Regions from separate parts of the Gasterosteus aculeatus genome. Here region 2 is linked to region 1. Evidence: chromatin contacts called from public Hi-C data. All regions are on one chromosome and are shown on one strand. The core of a region is the stretch at or near the end of the contact, and the rest is flanking DNA. Distances in the headings are between cores, read along the strand shown. Region 1 holds the start of adarb1b (adenosine deaminase RNA specific B1b). Region 2 overlaps adarb1b (adenosine deaminase RNA specific B1b).

Region 1 (4,372 bases), core at 675-3,174:
TGTCTTTAATCTGAAATTTGGTTCAAATCTCTCTCTAACCATTCAAAATGTTATTGCAATAGAACTTCTCATTTTACCTCCCATCATTAATCCTCTGGTTTATGGCTTTAAACTGACCAAAATTAGGATCAGAATTTTAAGTGTTATTACATTTAAAATTAAATGAAAAGGAAACTCAAACTCCTGAAAAAATGCACTTATATCATTTTTGTAAAAAGCCATGTGTTAAAAATGCAATGTAATTTGCTTTGGATAAAAGCGTCAGCTAAATGACCTGTATTGAAATGTAATGTATATGAAATCTTATACATCTACAAATGTAACTTTGCTCATATCGTAATTATATTCATGATAGCATAGTTCATTGTCTGCGTATAGCTACTGGTTAAATGTATATCTTATACATTTAAATGTACAAAATGTATGTCTGTCTCATACAAAATGTAGAAATTCCTAATAATTTCACCCCATAACCAACTGACAATCAACGTCTCCTATTTCTGGGAACTCTGCTCGCCCCTCCATCCTTCATCCTTTCTTTCTTATCCTTATAAATTCATCAGTGATGACAACATTTCTGATTAACAGCGCAGTATTGAAGTCTGATGAAACGTGTCCCTATCACGGCAAACATTTGATTGGATAGAATAAATTAGAAATATTGTTATTACACAAATTACAATCTCTTATTTCCCATCATTAGAATTTTGTGATTTTATGAGAAAATCAAACACTTTATGAATATATGAAATATGTTAGAATGTAGTAAGTATGTCATGGGTGGATTTAATGTAGTTAATACTGGAGTTTTGAGGCCACCTAGTGGACATAAACTGTCCATGCCATTTTTAAATTTAAATTGTGTACTTAGGAACTTTGAAACAGGCCAGTTATCATTGAAAATACATGTAATACCAATTATATTAAATATATAAATAGCAAATGGATCATCAGACCAATAATAGCAAAACTATACATTTAACCAGTAGCTATACACAGATAATGTACAATGCATGTTATCATTCAGCCCAAGTAAGGTACAGTTTACTCTTTGGCTTTTGGCCTTAATATCGTATAAATCATTTATTTTGTTACAGATATTCATTCAACATGTATCCTGACTATTTCTACTTCAAGATCTGAGATATTTATTGTGATGTGCACAGTTTAACAGGTTACTCTGTACAATGAAATTATTATTTATAGCATTGAGGCAAGAACAAAGTGAGAGAGACAGTGTCCCGTGCAGTCAGCTTTACTTTGAGTGTTTCAGTGTGAGTATTTAATCAACAGTAGCATCATGAGATTATTGTTTTACCTGTACACAAACACTGTGTTAGTATTAAAATTACTGCTGAAAAACGGACACGAGCAAGACTCCCAAACCTATCCCACTCGTAGAGCCCGGCGGGCCTTGACTGCACGAGTATTGGTATAACATAAAACCAATAATTCCATTTGACCATCTAGTTTGATAGTTGAAGAGGAAAATGTATGTCAGTGACCCAAGCCAAAATGAAAATAAAGACAAATCTTAAGTCAAATGAAATTGAGAATCTTGTGAGTTTGGAGACTACGTTCGTTCAGAGATCTGAGATTATTCCTGCGAACCACATTTGGGTGAGTGTTGTATATTGTGCAATGTTTGTATACGTTATTATGTCCAACAAAAGATTGGTGATGGAAGAGGTCTGGATCGAAAGATTCAGGCAAAAATAAGATCTGGTGGGAAACACTCAAAGCCGTTGCAATGTCCCACTGAAGTCAACATTTGATAACATAATGGCGTCATTTAAATCGGATCCCACATTTTTACTCTGTACGTTATGTAAACAGGTAATTTATTTAACGTTTCACTGGGTTGGTATTATTCCAAACACCTTTACCTCCTCGTTGCGCGCGAGAGAGAAAAAAAATGTGTCGTGTCGCCTCCGCACCGCTGGGCGGCGCTCGTGCATCGTCACCCACCGCGACAGAAACACCGAGACGAAGGAGACCGCCGACGGCCGGCTGAGAGCACCGCAGTGTGCACGCGACCGTACGGCAGCCCGGTCTCCCGTTCCTCCTCCTGCGACGACGCGCAGCGAAGCCGTCACCTTTGTTTTGAGGCGAAGTGGCGGAGAGGATCCCGAGGGATCCGAGGAAACACGAACTTCACGTCGCGGCGCAAACCGTGAGTGGGCTGTCGCCGTGTTATTTTGGGGTTTTGCGGAGGATGAGACGAACGCGGTTGCTAATGTGATTTGGGTTCCGGTTGTGTTTATGTAAGATCAGGCTGACAATCCAGGACGCGGTTCTTCACCCGGAGAAATGCGGATGGGGGCTCACCATCATATGGACTTCTTCCATTCGCGTTGCGAAATAGCCGTGTGTGTGTGTGTGTGTGTGTGTGTGTGTGTGTGTGTGTGTGTGTGTGTGTGTGTGTGTGTGTGTGTGTGTGTGTGTGTGTGTGTGTGTGTGTGCGCGCAGCGGGATTTATGGCTGTCATCCTCTTTCAGCGTTTGCCTGTCAGTGGAGCCGGCGGAGGTCTCGCCGGGAGACCGCGGCACGTAGCTGCGATGCCCGGGGAAACGGTGGCACGAATGCTAAGCTAAGCTAGCGCGGTGCAGGTACGCGCCTCAGTGTGCGTATGTGCACGCATGTTTTGCACAGCCCCGCTGAGCGGTGCGGAGGTTTGAACCGAGCGGACGCCGCGCGCTGACCTGCGTACTCAAACGAAGCGGCGCAAACCCGTGCGGCGTTTCGGAAGCGCCTCGTTTCGCTTCTGAAAAGTGCAACAACTGAGTTTGTTTTTTTACATAAAGGGGAAGCACGTGGACACTCCGAGAGGAATCCTGTTTTTGCTGCATCCGTGCTGTGACCGGTAATGCTGAGCGATGAATCCCGAGTGACGTCTCCCCACGATGCACCTTGACCTGTGGACGCTCTGCGTCACGTGGGTCAGTTACCTGTCCGCCAGCGCGCGCATTTCACCGGAAACAGTCAAACATAAAATACGTGAGAAAAGCCCCTCGCTATTGCATATGAGTGGCAACTCCGTTCCTCCTAATGTTCTGTGCGTAGCAGCATTAAAGCGTGATGCGGTTAGCTAGCTAGCTAGCTAGCCGTTCGCTCTCTGTGGTTGAATCGGCTTTGGTGTGTTTTCTTAAAAGTTATTGCATCTTTTAAAGCAAGGATTTAACAAGGTGGCACAATACTGAGAGATCCTGCGGGTATGCCAAAGACTTACGTTATTTAAAGAGTCGACACGCGTGAAACACAAAAGTATGAAAATCGCACAGCATGTTTGCGGCCTGGTTCCTAAACGCTGTGGGTATTTCTTTGCTAATATCTCTATATATATCTTTATATCTAATAATATATTTTTGAGCACTTGGATGGTCTGTCTGTCCATTTCTGTCCATCATTGTCTTAAGGTGAGAGGTTCAAGAGAGTCCTTGAAAAAGGTCTCTTGTGGCTCACGCCGCAGATTTCTCTCTGTTAAAATATGAGTCTACTTGGCGGCTGGTGCGTATCGATGTATCTGGGGTCAAAAAAAGTTAATAGAAAGCTGTTTGTAGGTTTTCCAGTGGATGGAACGCAAGCTGCAGCGTTCGGCTCCTCGCTGCTCATAAGAAATTACAGCGTTCTTCTCTGATGGTTTCACTTCGGTGTGACACTGGGCTGTTGTGGGCTGCTAGTGGCAATAAATTCACTAGACGGGCAGACAGAAGATATAAAACTTGAAATCTGGTAATCACAGAACCCTTTATTTTCTTTTTCCTCAAAGAGAAAATGCTTGTTATTGTTATTGAGGCAGCAATAGTGCTGCAAAGGGGTGGAAAATTTCCCAAAACTTGTTGTTTTTAAACGCCTTTGTCATTATCATCATTATTACTATTTTACCATTAACCATGATTACTGCTAATAAAAGGGTGAGCAATAAAAACGTAACTCAAAACTAGATGTGAAAGATGTATGACATGCAGCACATGCTGTGTTCCGTTTTAAAGGATCTAGCTAGCAACATTGACGTAGACCTGAAAGGATTCAGGGGAAAACACTGAAACCACAAGCTTGAGAAGCCTAATTAATTTTAAGTGGATTCTTTTTTGGGAGGGGTGCGTGATCATACAAAATACACTATTTTATTTGTTGTTAATGTTTTTGTTCAATGAAAAAAGTTCTCCACACAAATGGATTAAGTCAAAAATGTAATTTTTAAAATGTGTATGGGAAATGGTTGCATGCATGTCTGCTTACGACAAAACAAACTTTTGTTGGAAACGCATGCAAACAAAATGTTGTTTTGTCATATATGACGAGGTAAATACAGTTAAATTACCCCAAAATATCCAGTTAATTCCCGTATATTCTAGTTAATTCCCATGGA
Region 2 (4,813 bases), core at 792-3,291, 48 kb after region 1:
CACTCGCACGCAGTGTGACCAATGGGTACAGCGCCGTGTGTTTGGTCGACCAAGTGAAGCCCGACGAAGTGCAAAGAAGGTCCGACCAACTGGTTGGGAGAAAATAATCTAGGCTGCATTTCCGTTGAATCAACAGACGTGTTTGTGGACGGGGAACGCTTAGTGTGGCTGTAATCCGCCCAGCGTAGTTTCTAATGCGATGTTTACATTTTTTTTTAAACGCTGCGTTGCTGGAGAAGCGGCTATCGCTGCTGAAACGCCGTTAATGTGCCCAAGCTGCAGAGGACTGACTCATGACTCTGTGACCCTGCAGTCACTCCAATTACATAATGAGCAGAATGAGGCGTACGGTTACCAATCGCACTGAGGGGAAGACGGTTCATATTCAGTCGCAGACGCTGCACCCCGGCGACCTGGAAGGGAATCTCTGCCGTTCCCATCTCCCTTCTCCTCCCTGCACCATCTGAAGACTTTCACAAGTACAATTCATATCTGTGCGCCAGTGTGGCTATTTTTAGATGGGCTCAAATATCAGGGGATCCTGGACTCCTCTATTTCATTCTGTTTCTCTCTCTGCCTGTCTCCTCCACTTACCCCCATCCGATTGCATTTCAAAAGCCCTGCCTGTGTTTGTGTGTGGACGGTTCATTGCAGCGCATGGAGACACATGCGGTGCACACAGTTTGAACGTATGCGTCTCCCTTTTGTCCTTTTCCTGTCGGGATGGCTGGCTCACTCAAGGTGAAGATGGGCTACTACTACTGGGCCTGTGAAGCTGATTGCGTAATCGCCTGTGTGTCTCTGAAGGACAGTCTGATAAGGATGACCTCGAGTCCTACACATGGTGAGACAGGATATCTGGACCACCCTGTATTTATTTTAGTACTCACCTTCATGGAAGGGACGATAATAAATCCTCGCTTACAATCGTTTTAGTTCTTGTTGTTTTTTTGTTTGACATTTTCCCGAGCGCCATTGTTCATGGGCGAGCCGGAGACGCCACCGGCACCTGTGGCGTTGGTAACGAGAGGAGACATTCATCGCCTTCACTTGCGCTTCTCTTAAAGATTCTTGGTTTTCCTGCTAGAGGAGGGGAGGGGGGTGGTTAGAGATGATGGGGGGGGGTCGGACTGTGCCCCGTGGCGCCCAGATAGTGGCACCACGCTTTTTGCAGTCAATATGTGCAGGCAGCATGACAGGAAGCAGTAAGTAAGCTCTTACAATGTCCTATTTTTAAGTATGTATTGATACTACAAATATCCAAATTTGTGTGTTATCCGGGTTTTGCCGTGCGTTTTTAGTATCAATACACCGTTATTTACATCATCGACCCACAAGCAGCCCTTCACCTGCAGAGGTGCAAGCCAAACCCGCCGTGGCGGCGGGCACCCGGTTTTCTTGCGTCCCGGCGCCCCGTTCAGGTCCTCCACTGAATATTTAGCGCGCTGTTTGTGGCTCTCTGGCAGTGCGTTGCTGCTGGTGCTAGTCAGAGACGGGCTTTGGTCGAGCTTGTGGTCCTCGTTTTTACACAAGCATAAGACAAGGTAGACGTTTTTCTCCCATGATGTATTCATACTTAAACCAACTGTGAAATTCTGTAGAGGAGAACTGAGAAACCCTCCACGGTGCTCTTGAATATCTGCTGCCTTTCTCTTGGTGCATTTCTTCCTCTTGGTGTCTTTGCAGCAGGTCACATTGATTCCCTCCATTAATGACACAGTGTTTGGTCCTGATGATAATGACGAGGATCATGATGAAGGCAACCACTCACTAACAACACACCATATTATATCACATCATGTTGCTGCTACGAGGTCGGCCGCCTCGGGTGATTTATACCACATCCATACCGCCAGGAAGTAGGCCGGCAATATTTCACGGGTGTCATGAGCACCCCGGGTTTTTCTTTGTTTGAATGTGTGAATCTAAGCACCAGTGAAATGGGAGCGGCTGGAAAGGATGACCTTTGGTCTGATGCCTCAGGGTGGAGTGTGTCGCTGTCACAAAATAGAGCTGGGCTACCTATGAAGCTGAGAGGAGACTAGATTAGAGTTTATCTCTACTCCCCCTCCTTCTGAGGACACACGTATGGCCAAGAACACACACACACATACACAAACACACAGTGTATTTACTGAATGCGTGACCAAGGTTTTTGGCTCAATCAACAGCAGCCGGGGGCTTCGCTGAAATCTTTTCAATCTCTTGCTTTAGTTTGAGCATTTCAAGCTGAGGCATTTCAAAATTCTGCACCAGTGGAATCCTGAGCTTATATTTAATGCCTCGGCAAACCCTTCTGGACAATGATGTGGAGGTTCTGCTGACATTTTGATACCGAATCTGCTAGATTGACGTACATAAGTGAAGTGTTTTTGAAACGTCTTTCTGTGTTGCCTTTGATTATCTTACTGAAGCATTTAATGAGTTCCAGCCCCTTCGATATTAAAAAAAAATCCTGTAATAATTGACAAATGATGTCGGCCTCTCACAGGTTTTCACGTTCAGATTGGACCCATTGATGAATCCTGCAAAAAAGCTCAGCTTTGACCCCTCTGGTGTCAACCCCAATATACCCTTATATATATATATATATACTTAGCTCTCCAAAGTGACCAGCAGAATGTGCCCTGGAGGCCAAGCATCACCGGTAAGGTTTGAAGAAAGTGGAAGACTTTTTTTTCCCCCAGAGCAGCTTATGAGGTCTGCATGAACAAACGCTCAAGGTTTAAATGGGACATGAGTTTCCTTAATTTGGCGTCCGTTCAATGAGATCCTTCCAACATCCATCCTCTCCTCGTTGTTGTTGGAAAGCGACTGACTCCCTGTCTGGTTGAGTTCAGTTACGCCATCCATGTTTTGATAGAATTATGTTACTGTCGTTGCCGCAGATGCTCCGGCGCCATATGTTCCGTGTGAGCCAGTAGCCAGAGTGCTTCGACATCACCGCTGCCACGCTGATTAGCATGTATTTCTGTGTGAAGAGCCCATCTGGAGAGTACCTGAGTTCTTTCACACTTCTGCACCCACGTTCTGTTCGTCTTGTTTCTCACCGTCGTCGTCCTGTTGTTGTTGTTTTTTACTCTCGCTTGCCCCAGTGCATCACATGGCACATGCACTCTGGTTCCCGTCCACCCCTGCCTGTGACCGGACGGATCCGCTGTCAAAGTCCACGTTTGTTTTGGAGCTCGGTGACTGGAAGCCGGGGGGCCAGATGTGAAAACAATGCGTCCGCTCGGGCAAAAGCCGCGACGCAGGCTGCTGCTGTCGCTGATAGCGTGGGTTCGATCCCCGGAGAGCATGTCTGCTCACCGTCTCTGTGACATCTGTTTTGCTCTGTGCAAACTGCAGATAGGACGCGGTGCATCTGGAGGGGCGACAAGACGTCATCCATACGACTACAATAGCAGGGCCGTGTTTACGGATCTCCACGGGAACCTGGGTGCTGTGCACTTTGAGGATGAGTGAGGACCTGACATGTTGTGCACGTAGCAGGAGTATGTTTATACCTTTTTTGGCGTTATGGTGAACTGATTGATGCTGGAATCCTGAAGCCAATATTATTCTCTTTGGAAACGCAGCACTGGTTATATAACAAGTTTAGTGTGTGTGTGGTGTTTTTTTTGAGTGCGGCAAAAACAATATCGCATGTGATTGAGTAGTGTGTTTATTTTGGTTTAATGTTCGCTAACTAGCGTACCACAGTCGTGAGGCAGGATTGAACTTGTTTTAAGAAGTGATTGCTGACCTGATGGGAAAATGAGTACAGTTCCAATCAAAATGATTCAAGCCTCATGGTACATTAGGTTTATTGGTCAAAATACACATTTTGGATACTTGAATAATGTTGTGCAAATACCAACTTAGGACAGCAACTTTGTTTCATTCAGTAGCAATAATATTGTAAACGTAGTATAATGGTTTACTTTTTGGGACTTCAGGTAAACAAGCAGCAAAGGTAAGAACAAAACATGCCGCAAATGCCTGAAACCGTGTCTATTTTATTTTTTTAATATTATTTCATGAAATATCCGGACATCCCGGTTCCAATAGTGAACGCAAGGATACACAAAGCTCAGCTGAACAGGTGGAGGACTACTCTGGTCTAGTGGCTGTGATACGTTCACCACAGGTTGCTATCAATTCTAAAAATAAGCACATTTGTTGAATTAATTCAAAAATAATTTTGCGGCCACAATGGCCTGCAGACCCTGGAGATAGCTGTACCTTTCCCCGCTAATCAGCCTCCACGCCGTATTATCAGATTGTTTTGGTCCAAACCAATTTTCTTTACAACCCGACTGCTGTTGCTGCCGTTACTGAAACCGCCTTCACGCCCAGCAGGAGAAGAGCTGTGATTTCATCTGCCTCACCTTGATCAGATTACACACTGGAATTAAGATAATTACAGCTGTCGCTGATTAATGGGCGACTTAGTTATAATTATCACCCTGGATATGGCGAGACTGTAGGTAGGTGTGTGTGTGGTGTGTGTGTGTGTGTGTGTGTGTGTGTGTGTGTGTGTGTGTGAGGCAGAAAAAGACAGTGCATTTGTTAAGATGTGCGTACAAATCTCACGTGTGCATATTCTTCCGTGTGTGTGTGTGTGTGTGTGTGTGTGTGTGTGTGTGGCGCTGAAGTACAACAGAGAATAAGTAGTTGAATCATTATTTTAGAAATGATCATTTGTGTGCTCAGAGGAGACTGTTGTGCGCTGCTGAGTGTAAGAGCTGGTAAAACCCAGCATTAGCACACTAAAGTAGTATTATTGTATGAACTTTATTCAAATGACACACAGGGAGAGTAACTCGCACAC

Evidence for each region. A called contact is a pair of places that touch in the nucleus more often than the background predicts.
Region 2: a Hi-C map of liver shows a contact between it and region 1, with 1.8 times the contacts expected there. The contact joins the enhancer-like site here to the promoter of adarb1b in region 1. A contact is called at or near these places in 3 of 6 Hi-C or Micro-C datasets (liver, skeletal muscle and tail fin).

The regions. Positions count from the first base shown.
Region 1 is chr16:4,783,800-4,788,171 of fGasAcu3.hap1.1, forward strand. adarb1b (adenosine deaminase RNA specific B1b) reads left to right here and starts at 1,925. Exons shown (of 10, transcript XM_040200825.2): 1 at 1,925-2,173. LOC120834271 (olfactory receptor 5F1-like) reads left to right here. Exons shown (of 1, transcript XM_040202185.2): 1 at 1-166. The coding sequence ends at 166.
Region 2 is chr16:4,831,445-4,836,257 of fGasAcu3.hap1.1, forward strand. All of the region lies in intron 1 of adarb1b (adenosine deaminase RNA specific B1b), which reads left to right. Among protein-coding and RNA genes, the nearest start is that of LOC120833594, 15 kb to the left of the region's middle. Within about 2 kb of position 2,042, at least 2 of the 9 cell types and tissues checked have open chromatin away from gene starts, as enhancers often do. A contact at or near this core is called in liver, where this site is marked.